Regions from separate parts of the Gossypium arboreum genome. Here region 1 is linked to region 2. The links are chromatin contacts, called in public Hi-C maps. All regions are on one chromosome and are shown on one strand. The core of a region is the stretch at or near the end of the contact, and the rest is flanking DNA. Distances in the headings are between cores, read along the strand shown. Region 1 holds the start of LOC108463829. Region 2 has its middle 7.7 kb from the start of LOC128291468.

Region 1 (6,137 bases), core at 1,227-3,726, 140 kb before region 2:
TGAGTCAGATTCTGTTTCTTCGTTTTTAATAAATGCTCTACTACCTTTTGAAATGGCCATAACTGCTCCTCCATTTTGCAAATAGTTCCCTCTAATCTTCTCCTGCGATGGTTTCTTTCTACTGGCAGATTTCAAGAATTGGTCACTCATCAGTGGTGAGGAAGCTTTATAAGATTTAAAACTGAGATCAGGAGATTCCCGCAGTGTTTTCCATTTCTTGTGCTTAATATTCCAATCATCAGGTCTAACGGACAAATCCACAGAGAAATCTTCTCCTTGGTTTTCATTTTGCCAAAACAGTTCAGTGCGCTCAGATAAGTCAACTCGACTCCCTTGCAATGGCAGCGAAGGAATTCGGCCTTTTATAGACTTTATTTGATCTCCGGCTGCAAATAGTGGGTCGTTTTTGAAACGCTTGGACTTTTTGGCAAAATCATGAGATATTCTCATATTAGGAGGCTTTGAAGCATACACTTTTGCCTCGGACAATTGATTCGCATTCCTATTCCTACCATAGGAAAGGAAATCATGCTTTGAAGACAAAGGCGAAGCCGTGAAACTATCAGTGGCTAATTCTTCCCCTCTTAAAAGATTGTACTTCTTCCTTGCTCTCGAAGAACCAGATTTGCCCATGAAGCTATTATCGAGAGCATTTTGGTTTCGCTGAATACCTGTTCCAAACATTGGGTCTTCAGCATCATCTAACCTCATCCAATCCCTTGCCCTGAGTGCTGCAGACTCATATTTCTCTCGAGGAAGTGTTCCTGGCAAACCGTATGGCTCAGAATTCATATCTAAATCAGGGGAAAAGCGGCTGCCAAACTCTCTTGCAAAAGGAAGTTTTGACTCACCTGTCTTCAGTTTGCCTTTTGGATTCTGCTTCCTGTATTTTGATGGTTCCAAATCCATCAGTTGTCCTCGCGATGCAAACTCTAAATCTGGTTCAACCCCAAAGCCAGAGTAGCGACCTGATTTCTGTGGAGCTTTCCAGTCCTTAACTCTTTTGCTCCAAAAACCATCAACCAAATCCTCTCCATCAGAGGATGCAGAATCCTTATCTTCCAACTTCTCATACATCAAACTATTTTGACTTCTCATAATATTCAAAACACGAAGCCGCTCCTCAATACTGTATCCCCTACAATTAAGCCAAGCATCCCTCATTTGAATAAGATTGACAACCATAGTATTCTGATGCTTCCTCAGATGATGGTAATGCTGCCGCTTCCGAAAGAAATTCATGCCCTCCCTATAAAGTGCAACCCTCGGCTCACACAACCCTCCTTTCAACATATCAAACAAACTCTTAATAGGACTCCCAAAGTGAAGATTATTACCCTTAAAAATGTCGATCAAGGTCCGCATAAACGTATCCTGATCCATATCAGGTAAAAACTTAGTAAGGCTAAACCTCTCTTCATCACTTAAACATTCATTCCACACATCAAGAGACAAAATATCTTCCAATCCAGGAAGATCATATAACTCAAAAGGAACCAAACAGGTCGAGTTCCCGACTTGGCAAAATTCAGCCCCGGTTTCACCTAATTCCAACAAATCAAAGTCATCCGAACCTGCTCCTGAATCAGCATCATCGTCAAATTCATCATCAGAATCAACGGCTGACCCTGGACGTTGAAGCTCGTCCTCATCACCTGACACAGTCATCTCTCTACTACCAGGCGAAAACTCCGAATCAAAGGGTGAAACTTTGGAATTACTCTTCTCAATCGCCATCATAACCTTAAGCACCAAAAAAAAAAATTTCTAATCCTCAATTCTAACCAATTTAATATTTCAAAAAGAATTATTTTCACCGTTTTCGGAGTACAACGAATTCATCAGAAACCTAACAGAAACAAATAAAGGAAATAAATTCTCAAAATTTGAAATTACGAACTAAAAGAAAAACTGAAATACAGTAAAAATAATAAAATTGAAGAAGCAAAACAATATTCAAAAGAATATAAAAACATATATATGTATATGTATACCTCGTCCGAAAGGAAGTGAAGAAATATCAGCGGCGAAATTGAAGATTTGGAGATCTCCTTTTCTTCTAATTTTCTAATCAAGAAAAATAAGGAGGAAAAAAAGCAAAAAGAAAAAGAAGAAGAAAAAGAAGAGACAGTTAAATCTGAGAAACCCTAAAGGGAGTTTTTGAAATAAAAGAGGAAGGAGATGAGGGGATCAGGGGAAGGGGAAGGGGGGAGTTGAAGAAGACGGAAGTGACGTGGAACGATGGGAGCCCTTGGATGGAAATTGCAGAGGAAAAGACGAAAAAGGGCATAGGGTTGAGGGGGGATGGGGGAAGAAAGAAAAGAGAGTGGAAAGGAACTTGACTGGACTTGACTCAGTGAGTTGCGTTCGTGCGGGAGAGAAAGAGGGAAAGGGGGAAGCAGAAGAAGAGAAAGGCTCGTGATTTAGCATTTAGGAAGTTTCCCGCCGTTGGATCTTGCCCCGCTTTAGGCGCTATTTGCCTCTTCGACGTCGTTTAAGTCCCTCAATTCCTTTTTCAATTTTATTATTTTTACCTTTTTCATTTTTTTGAAGCTTTAGACTACAGCGGAAAGGTGGTGGTAGTTAAATAGACGGTTATGTTTCTCATAAAAAGGAATTTATCTACTAAAATTATTATTTCCTAAATTTTATTTAATGTGGAATATAATATATTTCATGTATAAAGGATATGAAAAACAAATATTAATATTAAATAAATAAAATATGCAACAATGAAATTATAAACTTATTTTTTATGTCTAAACCTTAATTTAATGTATATAAAGATTTAAGTTTGGGCACTAGTTAATTTTATTTAATAATAAAAATATTTATTAAGATTTATTTATTTATTTATTTTTATAGACTATATATATAATACAATAAAATTATAATTTAAAAATAATAAATTTTAAATACAGTTTAGACAATGCATTAACGATGTCAATTAGAAAGAAAATAAAACAGCTATTTTATTGGAATTAAAACATAAATTTTTATATTATTTTTATCCAATAAAAATAAATTTATATTATTTTATTATCACTTTTTGAAACGGTAATTTATTGTTATCATTGATTCATATTGATATAGATTATTGAAAAATATATAATTTTATTATATCTTACAATTAATTGTTATTTTTTAAATATTAATTTATTGTTATCATTTATTCATATTAATAAAATTATTGAAAAATATATACTTATTTTGGTGGCATATTAAAGATTAACACTTATCTTACTAAAAAATATTAACTTTTATCAAGCTTATTCTCTTAGCATAATGATAATCAAATTTACTATAAAATAAATTATAAATGGTATGAAACAATCAAGAATCTAACAAATTAAAATATACATTTATAGGAGCCCATGTAATAGCCTGATGGTCAAAGGGCTCACTGTTCTAAATGTGATTTAGATTCAACTCGCTAATTATGTTAATTATTCGAGTTTTGCCTTATTATTGTAATTCTCTAAAAAATATATGCATTTATAACGGCATGAGAAAGCTATTTCATCCGTCCACTAAACATCATAGTCCAAAAGGCTCCATTTTATAAGTTTGTACAAAACTAACAAAATTATACAATAAATTAAATATTTATTAAATTAAAATTAATATAACATCAAAATTAAATCCCAAAGTTGAAACTTAAAATTAAAAAAATTAACATCACAGTTAAAATCCAAATTTAAAACCAAAATTATCTTAAATTTAAAATAAAAATAAAATAAAAATAAAACATATGAAATGACTTTTTTATTAGACATATAAAAGACAAAAAAAACATGCAAAAATACTTAAATGTAAATATGTAAATAAAAAATACTCTATGTATCAAAAAAATACTAAAATGAAATTATTTAAATGAAATAAGAACTTGAACATAACCATACAAAATACAACATGATCTACAATTAAATTAACCCAAAATTAAACTTTTAATATTAACTCTTCAAATTTCATTTTGTGACTGAGATTTTGACGTATTTCTTTTTTTTTCTTTTTCACATTTCCTCTTATATATTTAAAAAAAAAATCATTTTTCTCTATAACTCTTCTTCTCTTTCAATGAGATCGTCTACCGCCAAATATGTATTATTCATCGCCATTTTTGACCCTTCATCCTCTGAAGATCTCTACTTTTTCATTGAGATCATCTATTGATTTGAGTCAAACACTCTACTCGATATTCACCATGATATGACCACCTTTAAACACTTCTATGGCACCTATCAACTAAACCTCTTCAACTCTTGTGTTGAAAAAACAATGGGGTCGTTCGATTCCAATGTCTAGTAAAATATAGAATGAAATCTGCCAAAAATCGACAATGATGACATCATCTCTACTTTTTTGTAATGAACTCTACAATCTTCTATACTGAAAGGTACAATAAAATTTTTTTAAGAAAGAATGATTTATGTGTGAAATATTGTGGGATCGACCATATAGGAAGCTTTAAATATTTAAGCATGATTGTTTTAATTAGTCAAGTTAACCGGTCAAGAAAAATGAATAAGTTTGTCAAACTTTTAAATTGTATGTTTACCTAATTGAATATTTAATTTAAACATAAAATTAACTTATAATTTTAACTATAGATAATATATAATTAATCATGTAAATTAAATGAAAAATAACTTTTTTAAATTTCTATTTATCTAATTAAAATTTTATAAAACTTTTAAAATTTATGTTTATGTAATTAATATTTAAATTAAACATAAAACTAACATAAAATTTTAATTATTATATAATAAATAAATAAATTATTTCATCTAATTAACTATTTATTTTAAATATAGATATGTTTTTATTTAAAGATAATAAAAATTATAGAAATTATCTTTTGAAATAATATATAAATTACATAAAAAAAACATAATTGTGTCAATTGTTACAATTTTAGGGTACGTACCTTGTTATATTATATATATATATGATTTATGTTAAAAGATAAAAGAAAAAAATTGGGTTGTTTTTCTTAAGCAAATAAGTCCTGTGCCTGGTAAGTGCAATTAGTCTGTCCCTTACCTCTCCATTCAAACCTTTCAACCACTCTCCTCTATCGAGAATGGGTCTCTCACTACTGCCCTGTGGAAAACAAGTGTTGCTCTTCTGGTAGCCATTGTTTGCTTCATTGTTTCAGTATCATTTGCTTGGTCAATTTATTCCCACTTTACACACACTCTTTTTTTTTTTTTGAAAGCATGCTTATGAAAAGATGAAAATTCTGGTTATTTTCTAATGGAAAAGTGATCTCTTAGAACACAAATTGTTTCCAAATGCATGGGGTAAAAGGTTAGAATTTAGCAAATACGAAATTGTACTCATCCATAAATTACTATCAAATTCCAAGCAACAATGGTTTTAGTCGGATAATGATCTGGGTTGATATAGATCATAAAGAAAGATGACAGAAAACAATAGTGAGGGTAAATTTCTTGTATTTTATCTGGTGAAGAGCCAAGGAGGGTCAAATGCTTATATGAGTCGGTGGTGCTTGTATCTTTGTAAAGTTTTTTTACGTGTTTTAGCAAACTTGGCTCATTATATACTTCTTGTGTTTTGATTTGTAAGCTCTGCATGAGAAAGTGCGATAATCATTGGGTTAAAGTAGTTTCTTGTGAAATTTTGTACCAATATCACTGGGTTATATATTCAATTTTTAAAATATATGTTAGAATTTAGTGACCGAATCCTTATTTAAATAAAGTACAATGGTAAAATAAAATAAAAGTAAAATCTATATAGAACTACACTTCTTTTATTTTATTCTAGAATAAGGATTTTAAACCTTATTAAACTTCATCTATTTGATATTGATTAGAATAAGGTATTTTAATATTACTACACTCCTATTAGAATATGGTTTTACAAGTCTATAAATAGACATAGTCTACTCTTCTTGTAATAATTCAAATTTAACATAGTGAATTTTCTTCTCCTATACCCGTGGTTTTTTTTCCTGAAAGGGTTTTCACTTAAAAATCTGTGTATTCTTTATTTTTATTTCTCTTTTAATTTCTTTGCAATATATTTTCATTGTTGACATTCTATTTTTCACAAATTGGTATCAGAGCTTTCGGGTTGTTTAACTCGATCACGATAATAGCGTATTTGAAGCA
Region 2 (5,966 bases), core at 1,404-3,903:
TAGGATTAAGAGATTAATAAGTATTCTATAGAGTTATAGTAAAATTTAACAAAAATTAAAAATTAAAATATATATATATATATCAATTTTTTAAAACTGTTTGTGAAATAAAAAATACACTACCAATATGCCAAATATTAATCCAAATATTAAATCTCAAACTCTAATATTAAATATTAAATATTAAATATTAAAGCTTAAAGCCTATATATTATTAAAGCTCAAACATTAAATTTAAAATACCAAATCTCAAAAAAAAAAAAGTTCGCGCGTTGGATTAATAAACAAAAAAGAGTGAAAGGTAGGGATGCGTTCGTGAATTTCCAATGAAACCACAAACATTTTTTTTTGGATGGAACCACAGACTATTAAAGAACTTTTATACATTCTTTAATGTTTTTTCATAAAATATTTTCTCAGTCATATAGTGGATATGATGAAATTTGGTATAATCAATGTAGATATATTGTCCAAACATAAGTGTTGCATAATTTACATTTCGTATAATTTATAGTTTTATAATTAATAAAAATTAAATTAAATTAAAGTTTTTTAAAGTAATTTTGATTAAAAATTTATTGGAAGTAAGAAATCAAATATTTGTTATAAAACTTATCTAAATGCAATTTAAAAATATAAATCATTTTTGGTTAAATTTTAATTCGATTGGCACTAACATTATTATCAATACAAAAGAGCGTAAGTTTGAGTGCATTAAAACGTATTATCTTCTTATTTATGAGTTAAAAGGTTCTATAAGTAATTCTAAGACTTGTGTCAAAAAGATCAAATGCTATTGCTTGTGGTTGTACTCATGTTGCAGAAGGTGACACCTTTGACTAACATATTCTTGGTAACTAATTAAGCATCGGTAAAACTTAAAATTTTCTTTGGAAACATTGGAAATTGATAAAAATCTGGTCAATGAGGAAAAAGTATGAATTGTTTTGTGTATATAATGTACAATGTACATTCCGGATATCATGGGATAATATTCCCTTTACACATATAAGCTTTTGTTCTTACTTCACCCAAACTGGAGTCAAACTGAGGTTACCTTACTATTCATGGAAATGGAAAATCAAACCCCAAACAGAATGTTTTCATAAGTCAATTCTGGTTTTTACCCATTTCAGTTTGGGTCATTTGAGTTTTGAATTCGATCGAGTTCTAACCATTTTGAATGTAATATATATGTTGCGCACAGGCTTTGATGAATACCTACTCATACTGAAATTTCAGGGTTTGCTATTAGGGGTTCTCAGATTTGTCTAAGATCTTAAAAGAATAACAAAGGATAAAAAAAAAAAACTGAAGAAATGGGTGTGATTGTTGGAGCCATCAACAGCACATTTGGGGAGGCATTTCTGTCGTCATTTATGATCTTTTCTGTCTCTATCCAGAACCTGTCATGTACTTGGAATCACCAGGCACTAAAAGTTTGAATCCATGCGTCATTGTGACGATGCTCATAAATTCAGGCTTACATATTATCATCAATTCATATATTGGTCCACTGACTTCCATATTTTATTATCTCATTTTCACATTAAATCTGCTTGAAATATGATTCTTTTTTTTTTTTTAGATAATCTTACCTGTCTGTGCCACACAAACAGCACTTGTAAGTCACTGAACAAATTTTCGGCACCTCAAATTGCAGCTTAAGGGAGGGTCGCCACCAGGTTCTGATAAAAGTGATGAACCATGTGTCCAACTATATACATATACACACACATTGATCTGAGTTTCATCATTCATGTTATGGATTCTTGATAATATGTTGGCCTGGGGATGGGCTGATGAACCGGCATGTGTTACTCGGTCTCGTATAACATTGGCATTGTCGGCCAGAGAGGTTCTCTTGTTTTGGCACATGTTCATATATATCGTATGGCTGAGAGCAACTGTATAAGTTCCCATTAGCCAATCCCTACAAGGAAGTTGTTATCACCTTTGGTGAACAATGATGACCTAGCTGGCTGGAATCTACATTGACTTGTGCGAATCCTTTGGCAAAAACATAATACATAATACATTAAATTGCATAAAAGTGGTTCCAATATCTATCCTGAGGCAACAATTATTAGGCAGGCCCTCCACCATTAAATGGACTTGTTTCCAGGACCATTATATGCTTATGTATATGTATAATTGCTCTGCCAATGGTATTGAAATGTTATAATCTGATGTCGTCACCATGGATTACATGTATCATATAGGTATTTAATTCAATGCTGAACTACTTGCCATTATACGTACATTGAAGTTGATGGTGAAGACTGACAAGACATACCCTTCGACATAGCTAACCCTAAACCATAATATGCTTTCTAGAATATGAACTATCATCTAATAGCTCAATGAACCACAAAAGGTTGATAAAACAGTTCTTTTCTTTTTTCCTTTGCAGTAGTAGGTCTTGGAACTTACCCCTTGTCTAAAGAACCAAACCTGCCATGGACCTGATGGAACAATGTTTGAAACTTTCAGTCAATAACGGTTCTTCTGCAATGTCAAGTTGACAACTACAGAATTGGTCGATCAAACCATGTTTTACACCAAGTGATTTCCTTTTAACTACACAGTCCCCCACTTGAAAACATTATGGTGGGCAGTGGAACAAAAGTAGAAGTGCTTCCTTTGTTGTTGGCCACTTGAGGTGAGCAATGGAACACTGTTGGTGATAATGATCCAATATCTATTCAATAATTATTTCATTGATTCATGTGATATTAAGAGAATAGCCACTTGAGGTGCCTGAATCTGTGAAGCCCCAAGAAATTTTATGAGACAATGAAATCTCTGTTGCTTTCTTGGGTACTTCAATAAAGAATTAAAGACACCTGAATGGGTCCCAAGGGACTACATGTATATGAAGTAAAGACAGTGTTTGTGGGCTTTCTAAATTCCTTTTTTATGACTGGTTTGGAGAGCATTTGGCCCATATCATGTGTTCGGCTATTATAGAAGTTATTTCCAAACCAATTTGGGCTTGGATTTGTTTTATTATCTTTTTGTTTTTAGGTTAAAATATGTTGTTAGTCTCTGCATTTTGACAATATTTAAGAATTATTCTTATATTTAAAAGGTTAAAAATCAAATCCTCTTACTTTTTTATTTAAAAATCTCAATTCAGTCAATAAATTTGCAAATCTTTTTTGTCAGAATTTGTTAACTTGGAATTTTAATTAGGTTGTCTTTGTATGATGTGACAGATGATTGACAGAAAATAAACATGAAAACAAATATAGTAAATTGAAAATTTTTGACAAAAACTACCATTGAGGATAATTTGGACTAGTATTTTTATTTTAAAAAGTTAAAGGACTGGATTCTTACTTTTAAAGTACAGTGATCAAATTTTAATTTGTATACAAGTATAAGGACTAATAGCATATTTTAACTAAAAATGATTATTTTTCGTAAAAGATATAAACCTAAGCTCAATTAACTTTATTGCTATTATAACATATCGAAAGACGTAGATTTCAATATGCTTAAACGTGGAATTTCCTCCACTTAAGGAATTGAGGAAGTTATAGGTAGTTCGAAAATTGTATAAAATTAATTTCAAATATAAACAATAATTAGAATATTATAATTTAAACCTTGTGTCAAATTAATTATTGATATGTAAAAAAAAAGTGAAACTTTGAAATATTCATATAGTTTTATTATTAAATAAAACACATAATGATGTCAAATATTTTCAAACTTAAATTATTTACGTCCAACTATAAATTTTGGCTAAAATAGGTAATAGATGCTTTTTTTTTTTGTTAATTGGCCTCGTTTTTAAGGATTTTTAGGGCTAGGGCTGATTTTAAGGTTAGGGTTTTGGGGTTTAAGTTTTAAGGTTTTTATTGGGTTTAAGGTTTCGAAGGTGAAACCGTGAAAGTTTATAAGTAGATTTGAAGGGCTGAGGATGTGATAACGCGTCTCAGAACATATACATTTCATATGTCATGCTGAGATAGAACCATTACCTCAGACACTCATCCTATGGAAATGGGGTTCCGAGAAGATAGTGCTTGATACGGTCACGAGTCAAAGTCCCAGTCGACGGTCGTTATGCGGTCATGGGTTTTAGTATAACTGAGGGTCAATTGACGGTCGTTATGTAGTCATGAGTTCAAGCTTTTTGGATACTTGTAAATAATGCCTTATATATATCACACATAAGATTGAGGTCATAATCATAGGGAAAAACGAAAGGCTTTTCAGTGTAATCAACATAAATTTTTTCTCTATTTCCAGGCAATTGGTATCTTTTACCTTTTATTCTTATTCAAAAGTTGACACTAAGGTGGACACAAGATGACTCTCAAGTGGAGAGAGGATGTTCTAATGGAGTAAAGGTCAAACTTGGATCATTGTTGCAGCAATTGTAGTTATTAATAAGTTGTTTAATAATGACAACCATTGTCGCCCCGAAAGAAGAATCACCTTTACTCCAACATAATAGTCGTTGCCTATCTGAGAGTCCTTCTACGTCCATGACAGTGCTGGCCTTCGACTAGAAATAAATGTTAAAGATATCAACTGCGTAAAAATAGAGAAAAATTTACACTGATTATAGTGAAAAGCCCCTCAATTTTTTTCTATTATTATGCCCTCAAAATTCTGTATGGTATTTATAAGGCCACATCTCTAGGTATCCAAAAAGTTTGAGCTCATGTCTACATAACGATTTTAAACTGGCTCCCAATTTATACTTCAATACATGACCTCATAACGATCGTTGACTGAGATATCTATATAGATTGTCACCCATGATTATATAAAGCACCATCACCCTGGAACACGTATTCTACAGGATATGTTTTGAGGTAATGGTCCCATCTCGAGACGATATATGAAATATGTGTGTCTCAGAGTGATATTGCATCACCGACAACTCAAGAATACCTTAAACAGGAATAAATATTATCGATGAAAATTTTGAACACTGAAACGAAGAAGAAAACCAAGAAAAAAATATTGTAAAGTACAGGGATGATGGTCGAGAAAGATGATGGGTTTATGGATGATAGAGTATGGAGGGAGAGCCCCCTTTCTATAGCATGGGAGAGGGTAAGATTGAAAATAAAAAACAACATGTGGTTGAAAACGTGTCGTAAAAGAGACGTTTTCATTGAATATCTGAAAGAGGTGCCTCAAATCTTACCAGGGATTCTCGGGCTCAAGGCACATTGGCAGGCTTTGAATGGTGGTGGAAAGAAATCACATCCAGCTGGATGAGCTTTCTTGCTTACATGTTAGGGAAAGCGTGACTAGCTAGATACGTTTTTTTTAGTGGAAAGCGCGTCTAACTAGGTGTGCTTTCCCTGACATGTCAGCAGGAAATCTCGTCCAACTAGACGCGTATTCTGTCACCACCTTTCAAAGTCTGCCAAGGTGCCCTGCCCCTAAAAATCCCAGGCACTTTTCAAGTACACTGAAGGCCCCTTCAAGCATGCATCTACTAAAATTGATTTTGCTGAAACGCATTTTCAAGCACAGAAGACTTTTTCATTATTATTATTCGATGAAAACACATCTGTTGAAACACGTTTTCAAGCATGCATTCCCTCCCAACGCGTTCTTTTTTTTTCCGTTAAACTACAAAAGTACTTAATACTAAAACACAAGCAAGTCTATTCATTTTTGAAGTGTTGCATTGTGAGCGTCGTTTCCTTTTTTTCTTTTTAGCCAACCATCTGTGGATTTTTTGTTCTAAATATTTATTTCATTTTTAATTGAAACAAGTCAACAAGTGAAATCTGTAATTTATTACTAAGGTCAAATTTGTAATACAGATTTCGGGTCGTATTTGCAGGAGCCCAGTCTATGGACTTGACTTTTAATCATACTATTCAATTCTGTGAGCTACGACCAATGATTAAAGAAAAGCTGGGGGTTTAAGTCGGGGAAGAATTTTGAGCTTGAAATGTAGATATCTGGCATTATTGGACCTTTGCAAG

What was found. Hi-C and Micro-C count contacts between places; a contact is called where the count stands out from the background.
Region 1: a Hi-C map of leaf shows a contact between it and region 2, with 2.8 times the contacts expected there. The contact joins the promoter of LOC108463829 here to the enhancer-like site in region 2. A contact is called at or near these places in 2 of 5 Hi-C or Micro-C datasets (both in leaf).

Annotation. Positions count from the first base shown.
Region 1 is chr1:6,743,793-6,749,929 of ASM2569848v2, reverse strand. LOC108463829 reads right to left here and starts at 2,476. Exons shown (of 4, transcript XM_053026812.1): 1 at 1,995-2,476; 2 at 852-1,743; 3 at 1-764. The coding sequence starts at 1,740.
Region 2 is chr1:6,600,903-6,606,868 of ASM2569848v2, reverse strand. No RefSeq gene overlaps it. Among protein-coding and RNA genes, the nearest start is that of LOC128291468, 7.7 kb to the right of the region's middle. Within about 2 kb of position 2,653, at least 1 of the 2 cell types and tissues checked has an H3K27ac peak or open chromatin away from gene starts, as enhancers often do. A contact at or near this core is called in leaf, where this site is marked.